Linked DNA regions of Zea mays: region 2 is linked to region 1. The links are chromatin contacts, called in public Hi-C maps. All regions are on one chromosome and are shown on one strand. Each heading gives the region's core, a stretch centred on a gene start, on an enhancer-like site or on the middle of the called end of the contact. The rest is flanking DNA. Distances are from core to core; before and after follow the strand shown.

What was found. A called contact is a pair of places that touch in the nucleus more often than the background predicts.
Region 2: a contact with region 1 is called in a Hi-C map of endosperm, with 4 times the contacts expected there. The contact joins two enhancer-like sites. A contact is called at or near these places in 6 of 25 Hi-C or Micro-C datasets (bundle sheath, ear, endosperm and 3 more).

Annotation. Positions count from the first base shown.
Region 1 is chr2:52,437,119-52,443,505 of Zm-B73-REFERENCE-NAM-5.0, reverse strand. It overlaps LOC103646444 (DExH-box ATP-dependent RNA helicase DExH7, chloroplastic), which reads right to left. Exons shown (of 33, transcript XM_008671176.2): 33 at 4,837-5,406. The coding sequence ends at 5,326. Among protein-coding and RNA genes, the nearest start is that of LOC103646443, 14 kb to the right of the region's middle. Within about 2 kb of position 3,010, at least 18 of the 20 cell types and tissues checked have an H3K27ac peak or open chromatin away from gene starts, as enhancers often do. A contact at or near this core is called in ear, endosperm, leaf and 1 more, where this site is marked.
Region 2 is chr2:52,557,084-52,563,470 of Zm-B73-REFERENCE-NAM-5.0, reverse strand. No RefSeq gene overlaps it. Among protein-coding and RNA genes, the nearest start is that of LOC118476311, 100 kb to the right of the region's middle. Within about 2 kb of position 4,065, at least 17 of the 20 cell types and tissues checked have an H3K27ac peak or open chromatin away from gene starts, as enhancers often do. A contact at or near this core is called in ear, endosperm, leaf and 1 more, where this site is marked.

The sequences.
Region 1 (6,387 bases), core at 1,761-4,260:
TCACCACAACGTGGAGTAGGTATTGGCCGAACCACGGTAAAAATCACTATGTCTCTTGTCCATTTTACGTATTGCAATTATTGTCTTCTTGAGTTCTCATATTCACTTGTAATATTGCTCCTAAGTTTAATACTCATCTTAAAGGAGCAATCAAGTGAAGAGTTCTCTTTTCTCCTCTCTTCTCATCCTAACTTAGTTTTAGTTCTCACTAACATATTTTATAAACCAAGTTTTTGTTGTTTAGAGCTAATTTTGTAGGATCACCTATTCACCCCCTCTAGGCGCTCTCAAGAACACTATCAAAACTGTATTGATCACGAGGTGAGGTCTCACAAAGTGATGAACAACGACATTGTTTGATGACATAATGAATCTAAGAAAAACCCTACCCTAATGGTGGTGGTGGTTGCTATTAAAAGTGAGGTTAGGGGCGTGCAAAACACTTGGAGGTACCCTTAATGAGCTCTAACACGATACACGGGCCAACAATCCAATAGACGATGTCGCAACACCAAAATAGAATTTGAACATTGACTTGTTTTGACGATTCTCGTTGACTCCAATGGTAGTTTGGGTCGATTCCAATTGAGTTGGAAAGATTACCTCCTTAGATTTCCATCCATATAAAGTCTGACCTAAATCAGAGTTCAGATGCATCCTGGGCATCTGTTTTAGTGCAGACTGATCCTGGACACCAAGGTAGAGACAAAGTTGAGTCGGACTTGGCTCCCTCTTGTCCTGAACGTCCTAGCTTCTCCTCCTTGACATATTGGCCTTTATAAGTCCTTGTTGGTCCTCTCCAAGGTTCCTAATCATCAAAACATCCATGGCACCAAGCGTAAGCTGTAAAAACACAATTGACTAGGTTAGAATGAATCTAGAGATTCAATTGTTGTGCACGTGCTCGTGTTAACGGTCCAAGCGTTATATATATATGGGAGTGATGTCCTCATCATCCTCCCCCTCTTGAATTGCAGTTTTCCTCGACTCAAGCGGTGGGCAACGGGTGGCCGAGCAACCCCGAGGTGTACAAGACCTTTAGGCTAAAAAACAAGCGTCGATTTCTAGCAGATTCTAGATGTCATTTTCTTACAATGATTTTTGTCAGCTTCGAGCGTATTTGATGTGGGACTAGTTGGGTTAGAAAGCTTATCTTTTTATCTCTCCAATGGTATCTAGAACGTTGAAAATGGAGTTCGTATGTGACCAGGGCATCCGTTTATGTGAGACTCGCTCATGCAGTCGGAACCAGATTCGCTAATAATCTGGACTCATCTTAAGCTTGGGAATCTATGATTGATTAGGCCTTGTCCATATTGTTTACGTACATGTACTCATCATTCTCCCTTTCTTGGTTTTGAGTCGTCCTCGACTCAAAGTCGTTGGTGCCTGCATCAGGTGTTGTTGAAATGTTTGATGTCATCCCGCCTACATCAGGTGTTGTTGTAGTGTTTGATGTCATCCCCACCTTGCTCCTCTTCATGTGTAACACCCAAAATCTAATTTTGGAATATAGGAAAAGTTCTCCAAAAGGTTTTGAATTAAAATATCCGATTATAATAATTTTCCTATTCTTGAAGTACATCTTTTAAAACAAATATCGTTTATAGTAAAAAATTAATAAAAGTATCCCTATATTATTTTGGTTATTCCTCTATTGAAATATATATATATATATAAGTACTCTCTAAATTATTTTACACACTAGAAATCATTTTATTCTCTATTTTGTGTTACATACTTTAAAAAGCTTTGCTTAAATGGGATAATAAACAAATCAATCAACCAAATTATATTTTGCATTCATGCTAGAGTTCTTGCCTTTGCATTAAACCTGAATTTAAATTTCAAAACCAGATTTGATTCAAATTTGAAGTTGGATAGGAAATAGAAATGAAAATAGAAAAAAGAGAAAGGGCTCACCTGCACTCGTGGACCAAATTCCTTCTCTCGGCCCAAACTCTCCCCTAAACCCCTGTTCACGCCAACCCACTTCTCCCATCCCCCTTTCTTCCTCTGGTGTCACTTACGCATGGGCCCCACAAGTCAGCCCGCCTCACTCAGTGTCGGACCAGTCCTCGACACTTCAACCACGCCCGTGCGCGCCTCGAACAAACAAGCCACCACTAGGTGGGTCCGGCCGATCAGCCCTGAACCCGCGTCCTCACTGTCGTCGCCATGTGGGGTCCCATATCATCTCTTCAACTGAATGAGCCTTCAACCGTCGTATGCACCGATCGAATCCGTTTGGGATTCTTATCACAACCGAGTTAAGTCTTGTTCGTTTGTGCCGGATTGTTGGGTCGGAACGATTCTTAACCGGATTGATTCTCTAATTTATATAAACTTTGATTATCTGAAACGATTCTGGGTGCAATCCGACATAAATGAACAAGACCTTAGTTAGGATCCACTCGGGTTATTAGGGTTTGGCGTGTGCCCCTGTATAAATCCCATGCGCCGCCTCGCCCATCGAACTAAGGAAGCATCGTCGAGCGGCAACGGGAGGAGCTCGACGCCAACATCGTCATGTGGAGAGGGACGCTGAGCCGCCATCATCGTTCCCGTCCCTGCACCAACCGAAGAGCTGTGGATGGGCATGGAGAGAGGTCTGCACCCATGGAACGCTTACCCAGGGCGATGGGGCCTCGTGTGATCGCTTCGTTCTCATGACGCTCCACGCCGTGGATGGGAACCTGCGGGTCATAACTCACCAGTAAAACACTACAATTAGATTCGTATCATGTCCTGCATCGTGTAGCGCTGGTCCACGTAGGGTTCGGTGGCCGAAATGTCGGGATGCGTGCACCGGCCATGGCATCCGTCGTAAGGGGCAGAGCGCCGCCACCACGGTCCATCGGAGAAGGAAGAGGGCACCGCGGCCAGGGAGATACCCCTTCACCACGTTAAATCATATCCACAAACCTGATAGTGAGTGGATTTGAGTCACTCTTGGTCGTTTAAAATCCAGACCGTTGATACAAGATCTTGCGACCACACTTGCGTACCGTTTCGTTAAATAGAATGATCTAATATGGGCCATCGAGGTCTGATCATGCGACTGTGGTGCATCCATACCCTTTCGCCGAGCAGGTTTTGCAAAAGAGCCCTCACGTTTTATAGTTATGAACCCACCGTCCATGCCAGTTATATAATCATCACAAATCGGTCCTTTTTCTTGCATATTAGACCCTGTATTTTTTAGATTTCATACATGTCGCCCCTTCCTCTGATTAATTAAATAAAAATGAATTAAGAAATTTCATAAAAACCGTTTATAATTATTTTCCTGTGTAAAACTAATATAAAAATGCCTAGTAACTTTAGATATTCATAACTTAATCGTTTTAACTCCGATTTTAGCGGTTCTCGAACCTACGATCTCGTAGCGACGTGTAAAATATTATTACACAGTTGTTTTCTATGTTTAGTGTAATATTATTTTACCTATCCGTTATCTGTCTATATGTATTGCTACCAATAGAAGCGAGATACTTAAAACAATTGGAGAAGTACTTAGAGTTGCATCAAAAAGGAAAGTTGTGCTCTTGATCACTCTTCTTTACCTAATAATGTTCTCTATAATCACCGTGACATGTTCAGGTTAATATGATGGAACCTAATAGGTTACCCTAGTTTTATTTACTCTACACCTTGCATACAAATGAACTATTGGGTAGTTATGCTATTGCTATACCTGGTTTTGAGATTAATGTTACATCTAAATTACAATCATGCTTATCATTATCGTTGGTTTATTTAGTGTTCATGACAAGACCATTTTTTATATACACCATTTACCTTTTCTAGATAAATAATTTTTGATATACAATAAGATATACATTATGTTTAAATATATAGTTAGATATTCATTATGTTCAGATATATAGTTGAAGCAGTGTATTTAGAAAAAAACGAAAACGTCTTATTATAATTTGAAATCGGCGGAGTACGAGTTACAGGGTAGGCAATACAGGGGAAAGGTCAGCGAAAAGAATAGTTGGTTCGTGCCACCTGTACAACTTTTGAACTGTCAAGAGGCCGCGGTAGAAGAGACGATAGATCGAACTTGTTATGCATATAACATTTTGCATTTCTCTGCAACAACAGTAGTTCGCGATGTTCTTTTGCTAGTACAACTAACTAAGCACTCGTCACAGAAACTTCAGAACGTAGCCAGATTGTCGTGACCGTGACAACGCTTCTTTTTTCTACATTTTCTTCTAATATCCACTTCCGTCTCAGATCAAGTTTTTTTGGATTTAGGAAGCTGCAAACTGATACGGTCTGATTGGTTATCTGCACCATCTCATCTTTGATCACAGCATGTGTTGACTTTATTTAAGATTATGTTTGGTTGCTTACAGGTAGGAGTCACAATCTGCATGAGTGAATGCAAAATAAATCATTTTAATGTTATTAACCTGCATCCACCAATACACTCAAAATTATCGTACGTGCCTGGCTCCAGCCTACGTATCGACATACAGCCATCCAATCAGGCAGATAGAGACTCATTTTTCACTCTTCTTTCTCCTCTATTTTCCTCTACACTTCACCACCATTTCCCATAAAATTTCATGCCTTCGATCCGCCACAGATCCTCGATAAGGTCCGTGTTCCTCATGTCATTCTACATCAGCACGATTTTATTCTATTTATTTATCCACAGTTCTAGAATACTAGTCCAAAATATCATTCGTCCTAAACCTACCGAGCTGTACGCCTGTACTAGTCACTTTTTTACAGTACTAAAACACTTGTCATAAGCACGGAAAATTCTCAAGAAAAAAGTAATTCAGAACGGACAGTACTTTGTACGAGATGCACGTACGGTTGGGTTCCAAAATTTTTCAATTGCAACTATCACGAGGTACAACAAGTGCAAGGTGTGCAACGCTAAATATCAGGAATCCTAATGCAACTCTCATCATCACTAACTGCCATCTATAATAGTATTTGCTACAGTTTCATATATGTATATGGTTTTTCCCTCTTCATTTTTTTTCATTTTTTCTGTCCAAAGTGTCAGATGGAAAATTGACGGCAATTCAGGCTTTTGAGTTTTATCTGCTCTGTACGTTGATGCACGTAAGCTCCAAAATTAGGACAAGGGTATTACACTAATACTAGACCGACACAAACTTGTTCCATATAAAACAAGCAACACATTAATCACTGCGGCTTGCTGCGGCTTTAATCCGACTGCAACTGTGGTTTCTATAGTATTTTGTTTCTATAGATTACAGCTGCAGCAGTCCAAACACCTGAAGCCAGCCAGCCGAATAATATATTAAACTCCTTTTCCGCTTTGCAGCTTCCACATTAGCAATCAGCCACATTGTGCAATAAGAATCCTGTGCAGACTAACGTGCACATCGGCAGAAACCGATACTGATCAAAAGCCTACAAAGAATGACGGAACAGAAAATATCAAAATGGCCAAGTTCTAAAACCATCTGTCCATGCAACTGAATAGCATAATTATATCCTAAAAAAGGCTATCATCTGGATATTAAGCGTACATTAGCAACAAGAACAGTAGCTGAAAAGCGTATCTTCAAACTTACATACTAGACACCATGTTTTCTACCATTATTTGACAGGTTTCGTTCAAGGGGTTGGCTAAGTAGTTCTAGCGGAAGGTTGGTCAGGTCCTTCTTTTGTTAGTGGTATTTTGAGTGGTTTTTGGTAGAGTGAATTTTGCAGTCCCCTACTTGGTCGAGAGTAGGGGATGACGGATCTGTAACAGACCCTTATTTTGCAGTCCCCTACTTTCAAATTTTGTTTCGATAGAAACACAATTAGAATGTTTCCAGTCTCTCAACATCAGGTGGCTGTGTCCTGTCTCTGGTGGCCCCATTAAGACACCCAATACAACAAATAAAATGGATAAGATGCCAACCCGTAATTTCTCCTACATTTTCGAATCGTGCAAGAAATCATAATCACATGGACACATTTACAAAATATTGATCCTCATTGGCCAGTTAAAATTATCATATCATAATGAAATTACCAAACAGATGATACTACTACTCAACTCAAGAATTATTACTCCCTCCGTACCAAAATATAATTCGTTTTAGATTTAATATAAATTCATTGATTAACATGTGAATGTAGTTTGTATGTATGTCTATTCATTATCATTTACCAAAATATAATTCGTTTTAGATTTAATATAAATTCATTGATTAACATGTGAATGTAGTTTGTATGTATGTCTATTCATTATCATTCTTCAAACGTGGACGGAAAAAAGGGGCTAGAAAAAATATATTTTATTAGTGATATGCAGTAGAATGATTCAAACGAGCAATCATACAAGTTTCCCTACCAAAGAAAGCTCGATGTGCATTTTAGGAGTGTAGGAACCGGATGATA
Region 2 (6,387 bases), core at 2,816-5,315, 120 kb before region 1:
TGACGGAAAGCGCCGTAGCCGGTTCCATACCCTGGCGTGCAGTAGGCGGCGCAACAACCTGACGACGACCCATCGGCACGCCGAAACAAAGACCCAACCCGCAAAGGAAAACGAACGGTCGGTTCGTGCCGCCGCCGGTACAACTTTGAAACTGTCAAGGCACCGTAGCTGTTACTGTTAGAGAAGGACCAACTTCACTTCTTGTCGTTGAAGGCGTGACTGAAGAGTTTGCATCCTAATAAGTTACAACCCGATACCATCACACAAGCTACTTCCATTATTGCACTACTAAGTCGTTAATAATCACGCGATTACCAACTCTCAAGGCCCTCATTATTAGCAGGTCGTAGAGGCTGTTCTTCACTATCAACCGGCGGTTCCTTCTCGACGCTTCAAATAACGCGCAAGCAAGAGACCTCGTTTGGTCGAGTCCGACGGTGTGTGCATAGAGAATGGACCGAGGCCCGTCGATGATGACTGAGTTTTGGTGTATTTTCATGGTCAATATAATTATTTGGACGAACAGTGTTTGCTAAGCGTCTTTGATTCTAGTTCAAGGGACGCAACGTGGACTTAGATGAAGGCAAAGAGATAATTCGAAAAAGGTCAACGCTTCGGAAAAAAAAAAGACGTCAGAAGATGTCATTAAAAACCTAGAAGATATCACACGAGAGTCCAATGCACAAGATCGAAGGAGTCTGAACAAAGACACGTAAAGAAACAAAGAGAGAGAAAAAATAGATCGCTCAATAGCATCGAATATGTCCGAAGAAGCACCGGATAAAACACTAAATATGAACGATACTATATCGAAAGCTTACTAAAAATACAGTACTCACTAGACACAGAGGTGCGCACCGAGCGTCACACCGAATGGTGTACTAGATATGGCACTTAGAGAGGTTTACAACATGTTTGGGGAGATCTACAAAGCGTTGGAATATTCGGTGTGCCACCAGATACCCCACTAGACAAGGCACTCGGAGGTTTCATAGCAACCCAAGAGGGACTACAAAGCACCGGATGTGTCTAGTGTAACACCGGTCAAAGTACCGGATGCCCATGTCTAGAAGGACGACAATGACTAGTTCCAATATCTAGCTCACGTGGACGGGCGCTGGCGCATCCAATGACTTCACCGGATATGTCGATGAGTATGTAGAAAGTTTGCATCACTTCCAACAACTACTTTGGACTTGAAGGCTATATATACTACATCAACTAGCTACTTGAGATATGTGGGAGCTGAGAAACATTACAAGTGAGTTGAGACTCATTCCTAATAGCTCTAGACACCCATGTGCTCATAGAATCACTCGGTGATTAGCATAGTTTCTTTACAAAGTGCTTAGGTTAGTTAGACCGCTTTATATATCACTTTTCTATAGTTTTTTCCTAGTGTTAGAAGTGAGGAATTGATACCTCTACCCCTTGGTGCTTGTGTGCACCATTGTAATAGTTGTACAGAAGGGACTAATCTTACGAGATCACACCAAGTATTTATGGTGTGGCCACCACTATGTACTGGAGGAAATGTGACCCGCAGTATTTTGGCTAGAAACATGATAGTGGAGACGACAGAGAGCATCCGAGAGAGGCCAGATCAGAGACCCACTTGGATGAGCATGAAGGACCGAAGCAATCCATAGAGTTATCTGACTGAGAGCTTGGCCCTCACATGGGCTTACTTTGTGTGGTGCTCCAACGATAATTAGGGGAGAGTTTGTGCGATTCTTGATACCTCGATAAAATACTAGAGTCGTTGGCAGGCGTTTGTATCTATCGCACTTAAGCATCTGCATTTATATTGTGTTGCTTTGGTTGTGTGCTTTACCTTCCTAACTTTGTTATAGAGTAGTGGATAGGTTTGGAACCTAGGCTGCACAACTCTTTTCTTTAGAGATAGAAACACTTAGTCAAAACCATAGTTCCACATAAGATAGCTTATTTATTGCATAGATTTTGACTAGGAGAAATTGAAAGGGAAATAGGGTTTAACCTTTTCCTATAAATAATTTTGGTGGTTAAATGCCCAACACAAATAATTGGACTAACTAGTTTGCTCTAGATTATATATTCTACAGGTGCATAAAGGTTCAACACAAACTAATAAAAAGATCAAGTTAGAGTTTAAAAAGAAAGGAGCAAAGAAACCCAAGTGTGCCCTGGTCTGGCACACCGGACTGTCCGGTGTGCCAGGACCGTACACCTCTGAACTCTTCACCTTCGGGTTTCTGCAGCGCCACTCCGCTATAATTCACCGTACTGTCCGGTGTGCCACCGGACTGTCCGGTGCACCAAGCGGAGCAACGGCTACCAGCGCAATGCTCGACTGCAACGGTGTAATACTCAAAATTGTATACAAAGAACAATAGAGAAATCTCCTCAATTTTATGTGCCTTAATTGCATCATAAAAAGAGCACACATATAATAATTAGTGCTTAATTAAAAACAAATGATGTAAAAATAAAAGAAAGAGCATTTTGTTGGAGTTTTATATGCTTGTGCATTAGATAGAATAATAAGGAAAAAAATAATAAGATAATGGACATTAGAAGTGGAATTAAAACCCTAAATTTGAAAGTAGGGTTTTGAAAATAAGAAGAAGAAAAAGGACATAAGAATATAAATAATATAATTATACTTCCAAAGTTGGTATTTTTAATCTCACAATTTGATTTGAGAATAAATTTGGCACAAATTTGAATTTAAAATTCGAATTCAAGTTAAACTTAGAAAAAGAAAAAAAAATAAAAGAAAGAATACCTAAGTGGGCCTCAGTCTGCACATTTCGGCCCATTCCCCTAGCTTCCACCTCGCGCCAGCCCAAACCCCACTGCGGGTGAATCACTGACTGGCGGGCCCAGGAAACCAGCCGCGCGCACCGTCCCTGCAGCCTGGGCCCCACAGATCAGGTCGGCCGTCTTCACGGTTGTTGAACCGAGCCCGTCTCTCTCGCCGCAGCATGCTCACCGGCCGCGGCAACAGCTCCAACCGTAGCCGAACTCTGCGGGACTCTGCAGGATTCACCACCTTGCCAGCCGCTGTGCGCCTCCCTCTCGACCCAGTCTCGCTGCGCTGTGGAGCCCGTGCATCAGCGCTCTCCTTCTTCCTCGGAACGCAACGGCGGGCGCGGATTTCGCGCAGGCGGAACGGACCGATGAATTCCGCGGCAGCTGGGGATAAAGCTCGTGTGCGCTGCGGTTTTGGCCCCTCACTCCCTTGACTCTTGCGCGCAAACACTGATCGCCGCCGCCGCTAGGATTAGGGAATAACGAGGTCCAGTCGCCGGTGGAATCGCGCCCACGTCGTCGATTGGTCACAGCGTGTGGCCTTGGAGCATCCGGTTGGGCATCGCGGTAGTGCGGGTGGCCGTCAGTAGAGCGAAAGGGCACCACGACTCCGACCATTCCTCACCGGAGCTCACGGGCGGCGGTCGGACCGTGTCTCACCGTGGGCAGGATCTCCCACTCCTTCGATCTCGGTGAGAACTCCGCACGGCTCTCACCCTTCGTTCTATAAGCGTTAATCTGAACCGGACGGGGTCGGGACATCGGGGATAGACAGGCATCCTCTCACGGCCATGGCCTCCGCCGTGGAGTGCGGAGCTCCCTGGGCAGGGCCCTCTTGGCTATTGGGCACGATTAATTGGGTCTCCCTCTGATTACCGTAACCATGTGTTAGGTTAGCACCATCGAATTAGGATTTGGGGCTGCAATTTGTGTGTTTACCGTCGCGGCGGTGGGGGCTCGCCGTGGATCGGGCGGCGCCACCGCATCTGGGCGCGGGAATGGGAAGACACGCGTACGCGGTTGGATCGTGATCTGGCGGCGTTGGGGGAAGAAAACGCGCGGACCGTTGATCTTCTAAGCGATGGACGCGATTAGATAAAACGATACCCTTTCACGGCATTAAATCGTAGCCGTCGATCGTCGATCGGGTGGATGCGCTTGCTGGTCAGTTTGCTGCGGCCGTGATCCGATCCTGGCCCTCGGATCTGATCTGATCGGTCCGAATCTTTCCACACCCCTTCGCGGGTACTATTTATTAAAGAGCCCCCTAGGAAATCGCCAATCAACCCGCGCTCCACTCGCACTGTTGGTTGTGTCTAGGGAACTTTCTGCGCTAGCCCCTGCGCTTTCTAGGATTTGAGCCCCAGTCCCGAGATCAGATAAAACAGGGAAACTAATTTAAAAACAGATTTTTAGTACAAATTTAATTGCAAAAACTTGTTTAATTCATAGAAAATGCATATGAACTCCAAATTGGACCATTCCAGTTCCTAGAATTTTATAATATTATTGTCTAACCATTAGTGCCTCTGTTTTGGCATGAAAGACACATTAAAAATTTATCTATCACTTAATCTTGTATTAAATGCATGAAACCTTCAGAAATTCGTATCTTAAAATCTGTAACTCCAAAATTAATGATTCCAATTTCTATGATGTTATTTTCATGACTAGATTATTATTGTGTATTTTAATTACATGTTTGGTGTGATGTTAATTTTTGTTATACTATGTATGTATTGTATTGATGCGAGTAGACGAGCAAGCAACAGAGGATTCTGGGGTTCAGCTGGTAGAGACTGCTGAGCAGGAGCTCGCTGAAGGCAAGTTGTGCCCTTGATCACTTCTTTTACCCATTCATGTTCTTATTATTCATAATGATCTGCATAGGTTAATTTTGATGGGACCCAATAGGATACCCTAGATTTTGACTATCTTTATACCTTGCTTCACCACTGGTTTTACTACTAAGTTTTTGGGTAGTACATGCTATTGCTTTATGTGGATTTGGGTATAAAGATATTTATCACTCATTTTTACACTTGTTATTATCTGTTCATTATTTTATGTTCATGATAAGATCATTATGTTAATGGGAACATGGAGAACCACCCGGGAAAACAGTGCTACCACAAGGGTATAATGGGACGCCCTTGGCTGATTAACTAGGAAAGCTAGTGGAGGGCTACCTTACCCGAAAGGGGCAAGGGCAGTAGGGGAGTGGTCAGTGTAGGGAGGTCCTTGGGTTGATTTTGCTGCGATGGCGGTCAGGCAAGAACCCTGCACTGGAGCTTCCTATAAACTGTAGCGGGTAGTCTGAAGCTAGTGGAACTTTGTAAAGGCCTCGTAGTGGTACCCTGCCTCGCTTCCTTGGTAGAGGTGTATGGAGTCTGATCAACTCCGTGGCAAATGGGTAACACGACTTGTGGGTAAAGATGCGCAACCTCTGCAGAGTGTAAAACTGGTATACTAGCCGTGCTCACGGTCATGAGCGGCTCGGACACTCACATGATTAATATATGGAACTTAAACTCAATCTGTCATTTCATTGCATCTGGGATTATTTTATTATTACTTTTATTTATTATTTCTAAGGTTCGGTATTTACTTACACTTAGTAATTGCTAATAAAATTTTGACCAACTTATAAAAGCAATGCTCAGCTTCAGCCTTTATTTCATTGATCAACCTTACACTACATGAACTCCCACCTTTGGTGAGTTCATGTCACATTATTCCCCACAACTTGTTGAGCGATGAACGTATGTGAGCTCACTCTTGCTGTCTCACACCCCCCACAGGAGAAGAACAGGTGGTTCAGGAGGAGCCACAAGGCGAGGAGTATGATCTGATCTAGGTGGCGTTTCTCAGTTGACATTTGCGCCGACGATCCTTAGTTCGTTCTATATTTATTCTTTTATTTTGTAATAAGACTTCCGCTATGTAATAAATACTCTGATGTTTTGTGACATTGATCTCTATACACTCTGTTATTATATATGTTGTCTTCTTTGGCGCATGTATGAGATGCACCTGGCTTTGTCCCTTAAAGTCGGGTGTGACAGAAGTGGTATCAGAGGAAATGTTGACTGTAGGACGAAACCTAGATAGAAATGGACAAAACCCTTATCTACTTATCTTACTCTGATTCATTCTATGCTTACCTTACTCTGATTCTCTCTATACTTATCTTGATCATGTCCCACCTTCTACTGTTCTACTCTGATCAACCTTACCTTTTCTACTCTAAGACAAGATGGGTTTCACACCTTGGAATCCCTACCCCTATGACATTTTTAAGAGATAGGAGGCCTAAGACCAAATCAAAACTATTTTCTATATTTAAAAATGTTGTTTGATTGTTCTGATGATCAATGCCTGATTTGCTTCTTTGATTGATTGAAATAGTATAGACGGGCATCTTAGCATGTACCACCATAAGGTAATAGCTTTAGTGGATAACACACTAATCTACTTAGCTAATAAATCCCCCACAGTAACATTCCCCGTAATTACTCGCCTTGTCTACAATTCTTCGTTTCTTACCCTGTATTTCTAACCTAGATGGGCTACCCCTATAGTGTTAGAAGAGAG